3 separate regions of the Mus musculus genome follow, and all the other regions are linked to region 2. Evidence: chromatin contacts called from public HiChIP or PLAC-seq data. All regions are on one chromosome and are shown on one strand. The core of a region is the stretch at or near the end of the contact, and the rest is flanking DNA. Distances in the headings are between cores, read along the strand shown. Region 1 holds the start of Dnah2 (dynein, axonemal, heavy chain 2). Region 2 holds the start of Plscr3 (phospholipid scramblase 3). Region 3 has its middle 15 kb from the start of Slc16a11.

Evidence for each region. HiChIP or PLAC-seq counts read pairs in DNA pulled down with a chosen protein or histone mark.
Region 1: a FOXA1 HiChIP or PLAC-seq map of pancreatic cancer cells shows a contact between it and region 2. The contact joins the promoter of Dnah2 here to the promoter of Plscr3 in region 2. A contact is called at or near these places in 3 of 39 promoter capture datasets (cranial neural crest, embryonic stem cells and liver), 1 of 484 Hi-C or Micro-C datasets (embryonic stem cells), 2 of 115 datasets of contacts at active chromatin or transcription factors (embryonic stem cells and pancreatic cancer cells) and 2 of 9 other capture datasets (liver and pancreatic islet).
Region 3: a contact with region 2 is called in a FOXA1 HiChIP or PLAC-seq map of pancreatic cancer cells. The contact joins the enhancer-like site here to the promoter of Plscr3 in region 2. A contact is called at or near these places in 14 of 39 promoter capture datasets (the 3T3-L1 cell line, 3T3-L1-derived adipocytes, the HPC-7 cell line and 8 more) and 1 of 115 datasets of contacts at active chromatin or transcription factors (pancreatic cancer cells).

The regions. Positions count from the first base shown.
Region 1 is chr11:69,547,524-69,551,625 of GRCm38.p6, reverse strand. Dnah2 (dynein, axonemal, heavy chain 2) reads left to right here and starts at 2,518. Exons shown (of 86, transcript NM_001081330.1): 1 at 2,518-2,634.
Region 2 is chr11:69,844,557-69,848,221 of GRCm38.p6, reverse strand. It overlaps Plscr3 (phospholipid scramblase 3), which reads right to left and starts at 1,605. Exons shown (of 8, transcript NM_023564.4): 1 at 1,531-1,605; 2 at 1,147-1,314; 3 at 649-887; 4 at 523-565; 5 at 199-419; 6 at 1-8. The coding sequence starts at 1,153.
Region 3 is chr11:70,196,980-70,200,595 of GRCm38.p6, reverse strand. No RefSeq gene overlaps it. Among named protein-coding and RNA genes, the nearest start is that of Slc16a11, 15 kb to the left of the region's middle. Within about 2 kb of position 2,100, at least 54 of the 459 cell types and tissues checked have an H3K27ac peak or open chromatin away from gene starts, as enhancers often do. A contact at or near this core is called in the HPC-7 cell line, the SN4741 cell line and pancreatic cancer cells, where this site is marked.

The DNA.
Region 1 (4,102 bases), core at 1,269-3,768, 300 kb after region 2:
CACCACACCCCACTTGAAGGCCACATTTTGATGGGGAACAGCATATTACAATCTCCCTTCAGGAAAACAATACTGTGGCTGAGGTGGGAGGAGTTTGAAGCCAACCTGGGTGGCTGAGACCCTGTGGAGAAAGAAACAAGACCAAACAAAGAAAGGAAACCCAGGGAAACAGGGTAAACTTTTCCGGTTCAGAGGGCAGACAGTAGCTGTGGGCCAGCCAGGAACTGCAATGGGAAGGCAGAAGCAGAGATGCAAAAGGAGCGATTTGACCTGTTTGGTAGCTGGGCGGTGGTGGTGCACACCTTTAATCCCAGCACTTGGGAGGCAGAGGCAGGCGGATTTCTGAGTTTGAGGCCAGCCTGGTCTACAAAGTTCCAGGACAGCCAGGGATACACAGAGAAACCCTGTCTCTAAAAAATAAATATAAAATAAAATAAAAGACCTGTTTGGTAATAACAGGGGCATCCTCTGTATTTTTGTTCCAGGCTTTCCCTGTCTGTCCCTAGCCATAGCCCAAGGGGCAGAAAGTCACTCTAAGAAGCTGGTCTGGTCAGGTGTGGTGCACACACTTTTAATGTCAGCACTCGGGAGGCAGAGGTGGGTGGATCTCTCAGCTTGAGGTCAGCCTGGTCTACAGAGTGAGTTCCAGGCTAGCCTGGGCTACACAGAGAAACCCTGTCTCAAACAGAGAGGGGAATAGGAAGGGGGGAAGGGAGAGGAGGAGGGAGGGAGGGAGGGAGAGAGAGAGAGAGAGAGAGAGAGAGAGAGAGAGAGAGAGAGAGAGAAAGAGAGAGAGAGAGAGAGGAGAGGAGAAGAGAGGCAAGGCGAAGAGAGGAGAGGAGTAGAGAAAAGAGAAGAGAAGGAAGGAAAGGGAAGGGAAGGGAAGGGAAGGGAAGGGAAGGGAAGGGAAGGGAAGGGAAGGGAAGGGAAGGGAAGGGAAGGGAAGGGAAGGGATGGGAAGGAAAGAGAAAGAAGCCCTTGCTTGGTCTCTCTACCCCCTTGTTTCCTGTGTGTATACAGTAGTTGTTCTTACTCAAGGAGTTTTTAAGCCCGAGGAGGGTAAAGATGATGTTTCAAGCTTTTGGAAGCCTAAGACATAAAATCCTGAGCAGGAAGCTGAGTGTGGGGTAGCAAGAATTTGTTATCCCAGCACTTGTGAGGTGTTGAGGGCAGAGGCTTGTGAGTTTGAGGCCAGTGTAACCTATGAAGCGAAACCCTATTTCAAATACACAACACAATGAAACACATCCAGCGAGGGCGAGCAGAGCAGAACTAAGGGAAACAAGTAGGCTAGGGACCCAGATGCCTAAGCTGCCCTTCCCAACTGTGGAAGGAAGGTCGGTGGAGCTTGGCCATCCTGGGGGCGGAGCTGCAGAAGCACAGGCTTGGCTAGCCTTTGCAGTTTAAGAGATACAACTTTCACCTGTTCAGAGTATGGTCTGTGTTGGGGAGTGTTAGCGATAGGAGAAGGGGTAAGGAGTTGCAGTAGAAATTTCTTTCTTTCTTTCTTTCTTTTTTTTTAAATGTGTGTTTATGTGCGTGTGGTAGGGAGCGTTTGTGCAGGCCGTGGCATGCGCATAGAGGGCAGGGGCCAAGTTGCCAGGGTCTGTTCTACCGCGTGGCTCCACAGGATGGAACATTGCTTCTCAGGCTTTGCAGCAGGTGCCTTAACTCGCTGAGCCAACACACAAGACTGCAATAAAAATATCTGGTGGATAATGTTTGATGTTGCAAACTGAGATTTAAGTTAGAATGAAATGTGGGGCTTCTTCCTAACGGGAAAGTGGGCACCCACAGACTCGGGTCTCCCCCTTCCCAGGAAGATGTTCAAGGTCTGCAGGCAGGCGGGGGAAAGAGATGTGGGGTGGTTCGGAGGCAGGGTACTGGCTTGCCTGGACTTGGGGTGATAAGTAGGGCAAGAAAGAAAGACACAGAATGAATGGCCACTACTGAGTACAAGAGTCACGTATGTGGCAGGGCAGGTGTCCGGAGGGAGTTCAAAACAACCAGGTTCGAGGCAGCTGTGATTCTCATGAGGGAATTGAAGCAGTCCGTTTCCTGGTTCTCTATCAGGAACTTAGGCATCAGCTCCCCCAGTGGCACTGACTGGTGGGGTGGGGGTGCCCACGAGCAGCCTCAGGGGGCAGCAGCTGGTGAGTGGGGAGGAATCTGTGTGCTCAGCAAACAGCAGCCTTCGTGCGCACGGGCTTCCTCCTCCCTCATCAATCAGCCACAGCCAAATGTCCCTGCATTCCCACCACCCCAAGGGGACTGGGGCTGGGCCAGGGTCCCCAGGGGAGTGAGAAGGGGATGGATGTGGGGAGCCGGGGTGGGGCTTCGGTTTCCACCCATTGGCCCGAGTTCTCTTTGGAAGCCCTCAGTTCTTCTTGTCATGGAATGACTCTTTCCTGGCTCATGCCACTGGAGGGGGGTGGCCTCAGCTACAAATCACCTGTGGGGGGGCTGCTGGTGGGGAAAGGGGGCAGAGAGATGAGTCAGGGTTGTTGAAGAATCCACTCTGGTTCTCACGGAACTGGTCCAGGGCAGGGTCAGCAGGGCGGTTGCTGGCACAGAGGCCCCGTCTCCCACACTGATCCCTCTCTCCTAATGGATACTCAGGTCAGCCAGTGGCGGGTAAGACCCTGACCCCTTGAACATCTGTCCTTCCAGCTTCTCCTAGCACCCACCTTATTCCCTGCTTCTCACGAAGATCTAGAGGTATGGCACCCACCTCATCCAAAGTTTGCTATTACCCACGGGGGTTGGAGGGTGGGGGTAGGGGGCTGTGACTTCTAGGTCTTAGCTTCTGGCTCCCTCTCCCTCTCAGCCCTTACACCCCTCAGGGACCCAGGCGTCCTGCCCACTCCCTTTACCATAGCAACCATTCTTCTTGGAGTTGCTTAAGACTTTAATATCATTTCATTAAGTCAGTAAGTTCAGAGAAGGTTGGGAGCACAAAGGGACTAGGACTGGGCCCAAAAGGACCAAGGTAGGGGGGAAGAAGGACCGAGGCCCCTCTTCTCCGTGGAGATGGCTCTGAGAAATCAAATATTGACAGTGGGAGAACAGACCTTATTAAATCTGGGACAGGGGTGTGTGTGGGTGACTGTGGGAATGGCCGGGTGCCTGGGTTCTGAGGGTGATAAGGCTCTGGGAGGAGAGAAACGCCTATAGTTGAGGTGGCCCAGGCTAAGGGACCGATCTCAGGGTACAACTGCTCAGTCCCTTTCCTTTGGGATGTGCTTAGACTTGCTACTCTGGTTGTTTCTCAGCTGTCCCCTACAGCCCCTAGGGACAAGCATCCCATCACAGCTGTGGCTGCGCCCCCCCCCTCCCTTTACCTCCACCTCTGCTGATGAGCTTCAGCGGCGTTTAATCGGATTGAGCAGTAATTAGCAAAGCAAGATGTTTGATTACCTATTTAGCATAATGTGGGGGGCTGGGATCCCTAGGCACAGCCACCGTTGAGAGGGGAGTCAGAAGAGAAAAAGGGTCTATGCAAAGTTCCTTTCCCTGAGGGATTTATGAACCTGCCCTTGAGGATCCCCATCCCAAGCCTCCCCACAAATTTTCAGTCCTTTGGGACTTTTCCCTCGGGATTCTGACCAGTCACATCACCCCTCTTTACCATCTGGCTGGAAGATTACCTATGAGTTCCATCCCAGCCCCGTGTACTGTGCAGCTGTTGGTTTTAGGGTGTGGCGCAGCCTCTTTCCTTCAGTCCCTGCTCTCTCAGCAACAGGAGTCTGGGCTGGGCCAAAGACCACACAAATCAGAGCTCAGAAACTCATCTTCAGGATAATGGCGGCAGCTAGATGTGGCAGCACACCCCCATAATTCCAGCACCCAAGAGGCAGAGGCAAGACTCAAAGTTTGAGAGTTTGAGGCCAGCTTGAGCTACATGGCGAACGGGGAAGGTGTTGGTATTGGTGTTGGTGTAAGTAAGAGAGGAATGGTCGATTATGGAAGTGGTGGCTTGGGTCAGGGTGTAGATAAATGCATTGGCTTCCAGGAGTACCAGGGACTGCCACTTCCGGCAGGACCAGACTGGCTAAATGAGACCTGTCAGGTGTGAAAATGGTAGAACTGAGGTGCCAGCGTC
Region 2 (3,665 bases), core at 356-2,855:
ACTTCCATCTGGAAAGGGAAGCAGACAGGATTACTGTCAAGCCAGGACACCTTGGCCAGCGCTCTTCACTGGTGCCAGCTGTCTTCTGACTGTTCAGACCCTCAACTAAACCGCCCCCACTCCTATTAAAGCCACAACTCTTTCTGCGCTGCTTACCATACACTGCCCACCAACCACCCCAAAACCTGCCATGCCCACCTCCTGAAGACCACAGGGGCAGCAGCTGCAGCCACAATGAAGTGGGCGGAGGAGCCGGAGCACCTCGCGGTCCCCAGGGTCCGCTAGGCGGATTCGAAATGGTCGGCGGGCACCACAGCACAGGCGGGCACAACAGTTGCTCTCTTCAGCTGCCTGACCCAGTTGCTGTCCGGTTCCGGAGCGAAGTTCATACATATTACAGGTCTCCCAGCCTAGGAACGCTGGGAAGGGCAACACGCTGAGGCTCGGGGGCCACCTGCCCAGAAGCTAACCACTGCCATAAAGATCATGAAGCCCATCTTGCTCCATCCATCTCCTACTCACTTTCCACTCGTTCAGCCTTCTGATGAATCAAGATTTGATCAATCTGTAAAGAGTTAAGAGCAGCGTTGACCTTATCCGTCACCTCGAACTTCAGTTCTCCTCCCAGCCATCCTCTCTCTCACTCACCTGCACTAGGAATTCGAGGCCAGGAGGCACCCCTGGCAATGGCACGAAAGGAGCAGGAGGCCCTGGAGCCACTGGGCCTGGCGAGGGGAAGAGAGCGAAGCCGGGAGCAGGGGCAGGCACCTGGGTGGGCACTGGAGCTTGTCCCGGTCCAGGATGCAGAGCCACCGGCTCTGGATACCCAGATGGCACGGGGTAGGGAGGTGGGGGTGAAGGGGCATAGCCTTTGGGGGGCAAGTAGCCTGTAGGGGAGCAGGAGTAGATTAGAAAGTTATCTGTGGACTCTTCTTTCACAGCCCAAGGACCAGGAGCACCCGCGGAAAACGTAAGAAGAGGCAGAGAATGATGGGGCGGAGGGGCAGGGCGGTGGCTCCCCAGGAGGAAGGGAGGGCCCCACGCAGCCAGTCTGAGCACATTCCTGGAGAATGTGTTCGACACCCGGCACCCAATTTCGTGGGGGCAGGGGGGAATAATGGAGACCCCAACCTAGCGTCAACGTACCTGCCATGGGAATCAGGAGGGGAGTCTTGGGCTTTTGGCGTAGGGGAGACTTAGTTCTGGAGTGGGACAAGCTCGGGAACAGCTAGACAGACACAGAAACAAAGACGGACAGGCAGAGGCGAAGAGGTAGCTGCGCCCAGTACGGGCCCAGGGTCTCTAGGGCGGCACCTAAGACTCGGGGAGAAACCGAAAGTGTCAGCGGGCGGGGCGGGGTACCTAGGACCCTGAATTTTCTTAGGGGCCCCAGGACCGCCCCCTCCCTTTGTTCTCCCATTTTTTCTACGGAGATGGCTGTTGGCAGACGGCAGGGCAGATGGTCCTGAGGTCAGACAGATGACCTGACCCCGAGGAAAGTCTCCTTAACCCCTCTATGGTCCGGCTCACCTGAAGCCCCCAGAATAAGTCGGGGGGCCACGCACTCCGGGGCTCACAGGCGCTGGTGGAGGCGGGCCCAGATCTGACCCCACCCCCGGGTCGCCTAAGTCCCGCCCCCCAGTCCGGGCGGGGCGACTGCGCAGAAAGCAGGCGCTTCTCCTCCCCCGGGGCCGCGGACCTTGGACCTTGTGCGCTTTGTTCACCGTGGTTCCGCCCCTTCCGCTCCGACTGCAGAGGCTTGGAGACCTGGCCTGTTGGAGGGTGATTGCGGCCCTATCCCCAGCAGCAAGACCCTCGCCTTTTCCGCGGGTTGCTGCTCTGCCTCCCCACCGCGTGGCTGCTCCGGTCCCCGGGATCCTCCTCCCAAGGGCGGGGCGGGCCTCGCTGACGCAGCGGAACACCATTCACACTCATTCCTTGCCTCCCAGACTTGGCTCGGTGTTCTTCTCAGGGCGACCTCGCTGTGTTCTCCCCCTGTCACAGCGTTGACCCACTCAGTCACCTCTCAGTTCAGGCACGCCCATTACACGCGTGACAGACTTTCAAAAGGTAACAGTAATGAATGTGCATGAGGTAAGGCTCAGGGAAAGACACTTGAACAGAACAGGCCCTCCATTCCCCAGTATGGAGGCAAAACATGCAATCCCAGCGTTTGGGAAAGGAGAGGCAAGAGGAGAGTCACAAGTATGAGGCCAGTCTGTTTTACATAGTTCCAGACCAAGTCAGGGCTACAATAGGGAGACTCTCTCAAAAGACTCCTTTCCTCAAAAGAAGATAGCATAGTATCTGGGCAGGTGTGGAGGATCGCGAGTTCCAGGTCAGCTTGGGAGTGACCTGGGTCACTAGGGGAGATATTAAAGAAACAAAGCCGAAACTAGCCCATCACTTGTGCCTGGGTCTTAACTTCCTATCAATTGTATATTAGTGCTTGGGGTGCAGACTAGGGATTCTTAGAATTCTAGTTTTTATTGTACAGCCTAAACTGAGAACTACTGTGTCAGAACAACCCAGGAGGCTGTGGGCAGGCCAAGGTAAGGGAGAGGTTCTTACAGAAATCTGGTCCTACTGTGGTGGATTGCACCAGAGACCAGGGCAGTGAGGCAGTGTTGATGTGTATATGAGGGAACATGACTTCATTATGCCTCAGAGATAGGATGTAAGGAGAAAATTGCAAGTTGAGTCATGCTAGGCCTCTGAGACCCTTCTGCACAGCACAGACCCCTCCTCCCCCTTGCCTTGCTGTGCTATGTCATTTACTGCCTGCCCGTGCAATCCCTGGCTTCATATATCTTGGTCTCTCTGTTGACCTTTCACCTCTAAGATCCCGTTCCTTTGGGGGTACTTCTTACTAGTGCTGAAAACCCAGCAAATGAGCGGAAGGAAGCTTTAACTGTCCCCAAATGCCAAATAAGCCCACTTCAGTGTAAGGTTGAGCACAGAGCAATGGGTGGTCTTACCAACAAGGGCCATGTTTCCACTGCTGAGGTCTGCATTCTTTTTTTTTCTTTCTTTCTTTTTTATTAGGTATTTTTCTCGTTTACATTTCCAATGCTATCCCAAAAGTCCCCCATACCCACCCCCCCAATCCCCTACCCACCCACTCCCTCTTTTTGGTCCTGGCATTTCCCTGTACTGGGGCATATAAAGTTTGCAAGTCCAAAGGGCCTCTCTTTCCAGTGATGGCTGACTAGGCCATCTTTTGATACATATGCAGCTAGAGACAAGAGCTCCAGGGTACTGGTTAGTTCATATTGTTGTTCCACCTATAGGGTTGCAGTTCCCTTTAGCTCCTTGGGTACTTTCTCTAGCTCCTCCATTGGGGGCCCTGTGACCCATCCAATAGCTGACTGTGAGCATCCACTTCTGTGTTTGCTAGGCCCCGGCATAGTCTCACAAGAAACAGCGAGGTCTGCATTCTTAATTTTACTATGTCTATAGGGTGTCATGCCCGAGTGTATGACTCCATAACAGGTGCATGCAGTGCTCAGAAGAAGGTGTCGTCGCGTCCCCTGGAACTGGACGTTCAGAGAGCTGGGAGCTGCCATATGGGTGCTGGGAATCAAACCCAGGTCCTTTGGAAGAGCAGTCAGGGCTTTGATCCCCTAGGCCATCTCTCTTGCTCCTGGAATCTGAACATCTTGGAA
Region 3 (3,616 bases), core at 851-3,350, 350 kb before region 2:
CTCTGCCCATCTTTTATGCTACTGCTGAGTATTCTGTGTCTATCTACCTTTCTAGTTCCAAACTGGTACCTCAGTGTGTAACTTACATGGTCTCTTAGAAGATATATCTAGATAAACTCTAGATAACCCCACTGGGCTGCAATGGCTTGGCCTGGCCAGGATCTCTATTTAACTGAGTCATGTGAGCCTAAAAGCCAGAAGTGGGGGGTGGGAGGGAGAAGGAGTTGGATTACAGGTTTCCCTGAGGCTGTGGGAATGTACACTAGACACCCTGTGGGAGCTACCAAACCTGAGTGTCCAGGAGGTCAGCAATGAGTGAAATAAGGACACTCCAGGCAAAAGCATACCTTGTGCAACACTCCTACCAAGGTGTTCTTCTGGACCAAGGCATCTGAGGGCCTGCTTTCAAGATCAAGGCAGATGCCTGGGTGAAGTCCGGTGAGGACTGGTGAAGTCTGGACAAGTTGCCGGTCTGAAGGTTTCATGACCTGGCGGCCGGCTGGCCGGCATATACCCTCTTCTTTTAGATCTTTTCCCTTTCAGTGCATTTGCTCTGAGCTGAGTTCCTCTTATCTGCCACAAATCTCCTTTACAAACCTTGTCCAACCCAAAATTATTTCCTCTGAAAGCTTTCTCCTGCCCCTGTTTTGCAAAAACAAACAAACAACAAACAAACAAAAACCCTGGCAGCCTCCCTCGCTGAGGATTGCTGTTCTCTAGTGCATTCAAATAGGTTTCCCGAGTTTTCTGTAACCGAATTTCAAACTCTCAAAGGAGTTCCCCTTTCCTTGATCCGTGACGGGGAGCCATTTGCGAGGAGACTGCCCTTCATTCACCACACGTTTGGGAGGCAGTGTTATGCCCTCAGCTGCGGCCCCTGGAGACCCTGATTTCTAGGGAATGAGTTTCCACCTCACTGCATCCGGGATTTGGGAGATAAAAAGCTGGTGCCTGAGGCTTTAGAGCAGAAGTTTTAGGACTGGGGCCAGTGGGTGCTCGAAGCACTGAGCTAAGGCTCCACACTGAACTCCACAATATATAAGGCCTGCCTGGCTCTCTCCTCTCCTCTTCTCTCTCTCTTTCTCCTCCCTTCCTCCTTCCTTTTCTTCCTCTCGTCTTCTATCCCTTCTTCTTATTGAAAGGAAGCTTCCCTGTGTTGCCCAAGCTGACCTTGACTTCTGGGCTGAAAAGATCCTCTCACCTCAATGTCCTGGGAAGCTGGAACCTACACATATGTACTACCTATCCTGGCTTCTTGGTGGCTCTTAAGAGGCTCGTGGTCTTTGAGTTTATTTCCTTGTTGTCCTTGGGTAAACAAGCTTAACCTAACCCTTCCCGAGTGTTTATGCAAATGCTTGAGAGGTGAGCACCTTTACGGACTCGAAAATACGGGAAGCAAGATTCTAAAATAACGAATGCTTAGATAGGCGTCTACAAAACATGACATTAGCCAGTCAACCCCTTTGTTAGAGTCTGTATTCCTGAAACAACTCAAAGGTTGATTTTCTTTTCTCACAGCCAAAGACTCCATCCCATGTCCATTTCATTATGATCCATAATAATTGATAAGAAGTCAATCAACAGTGAACTCGTTGAGGTTCAGGAGTTGCAGTCAAACCATACAAACACCGATCTCAGCTAATTGAGAATAGTTTAGCGAATGCATACCTTAATTCCGAATGTTCAGGGCCTTGAAAAGGACTCAGAGGCCTAATTGCGGTACTAGTCTGCTCTCAGGGTAGGCATTTTATAGGAAAAACCAGGTACTAGGTTCCAAAATTTAAAGGGCAATGAGTGGGAGCAGTTGGCTTCCTAGGCAAAGTATCATCAGCTAACCTTTAAGCGGATGGGGTGGTGGATGGGTGGTGGACAGGGGAGTTTCAGAACATTGAGATAACAGAGCATGAGCATTATAGTCATAACGTTTTGGTTTATTAGTCGCATTCTTCAGTGTCAGCCACAAAAACCACACTGAGCTCAAACACAGGAAGGGCTGCCCAGTGGTCAGCTCTGACTCAGGCTATTTTAGACCTAACAACTCATCGTGACCTTTGACTTAATGGGTCCCATGTAAAACTCTGTGGTATTTCTTAAGATTAGCAACCCTCATTCAGAACATACAGAACAAAACAGGGTGTGTGGTCAGGGTGTCTGAGCCAAGCCACTGCTCTGTGTCAATGACTGGCAGGCATGTTACAGCAACAATATGAAATAGCTGGCAGGCACAGAACAAAATGGCTACAGCTATGTTGGGTGGGTGTCAGAGCATAATAGACTCAGTGAGTTTTTTGTAGATGAATACATTTTTAAAATACATGTCCTTTAAAAAAAAATAACAGTCACTGAGCCTGGAAGTTTAGGCCAATTAGCCTAATTCCTTTAGAGCCCAAGGCATGGAAATTGAATATTTAAGACTTGCCTGTTCTATAGAGATAAAGGCTAGCCTGGGCAAGTTAGTAAGACTTTGTCCGGAAGTAAAAGGTAAAAAGAGCCAGGCGTGATGGTGCAAGCCTTTAATCTCAGCACGCTGGAGATTGTAATTGAATAACAGTCTGGTCTGCATACAGAACTCCAGGCCAGCCAGGGCTAGAGAGAGAGAGAGAGAGAGAGAGAGAGAGAGCGCAAACACACAAAACCCCAAAACAAACAGAAGTAAAAAGTCCAGAGAGAAGGGCTGGAGATATAGCTCAGCGGTTAAGAGCATTGATGTACTTCCAGAGGTCCTGAGTTCCCATCCCAGCAACCACATGGTGGCTCACAACCATCTGTAATGGGATCTGATGCCCTCTTCTGGTGTGCCTGAAGACTGTGACAGTGTACTCATGTAAATAAATAAATATTAAGAAAAAAAAAGTCCAGAGAATAGCTTGGCAGCAGAATATATGTTTAATATGTGTGAGGCTCTGGGTACCATAGAAAACTCATTAACAGTAAACATGTTATATTCAGCATGGAACATGAGTGCTCTAATGCACACAGATTCAAGAGGTTCTGTTGGATGGTAGCTAGAATATGAATCCAGAAAGGAGGCCAGCTGCCTTCTAGTTCTGCCTTAGCCAATTAGGGACCATAGTATTTGATACTATGTAACAGTTCCCTAATTCATGGGAAAGATGATGATAAGTCCTACGATCTGAATGTTTATATCCCTCCAGAGTCCATGCGTGAGATCTAATCCCCATCACAATCGTATCAGGAGGTGGGGATCTCCTGAGGCTACTAAGTGAATGAAGTTAAGGTCTTTGTAAAAGGTCTGAGAGCTTGTGACCCCCTTCTGCTAGACAGAACCATCTGTGAAGCAGAGAGTTGGGTCTTAGGAGACACTGACGCACGCTGTGGGCTTTCCAGCCTCCAGATCGATGACCAATACATTTCTATCATTTATAAATTATTTGGTCTACAGCATTTTGTCAGGGCATCTCAAGTGGACTGGGGATTGAATGATTTAGCATTTATAGAGTGGTAGGAGAAATGCCTACAAAGAAGTAACACTGTTTAAGGATGTATTTAAATAGAGTAGGTAGATGGGTGGGCGGAGGAGAGCTCTGTGATCCGTGAGTCTTCAGTAAGCTTCTGCCCATTTAACCTGTGAACCTAGGAGGAAAGGGTGTGACCC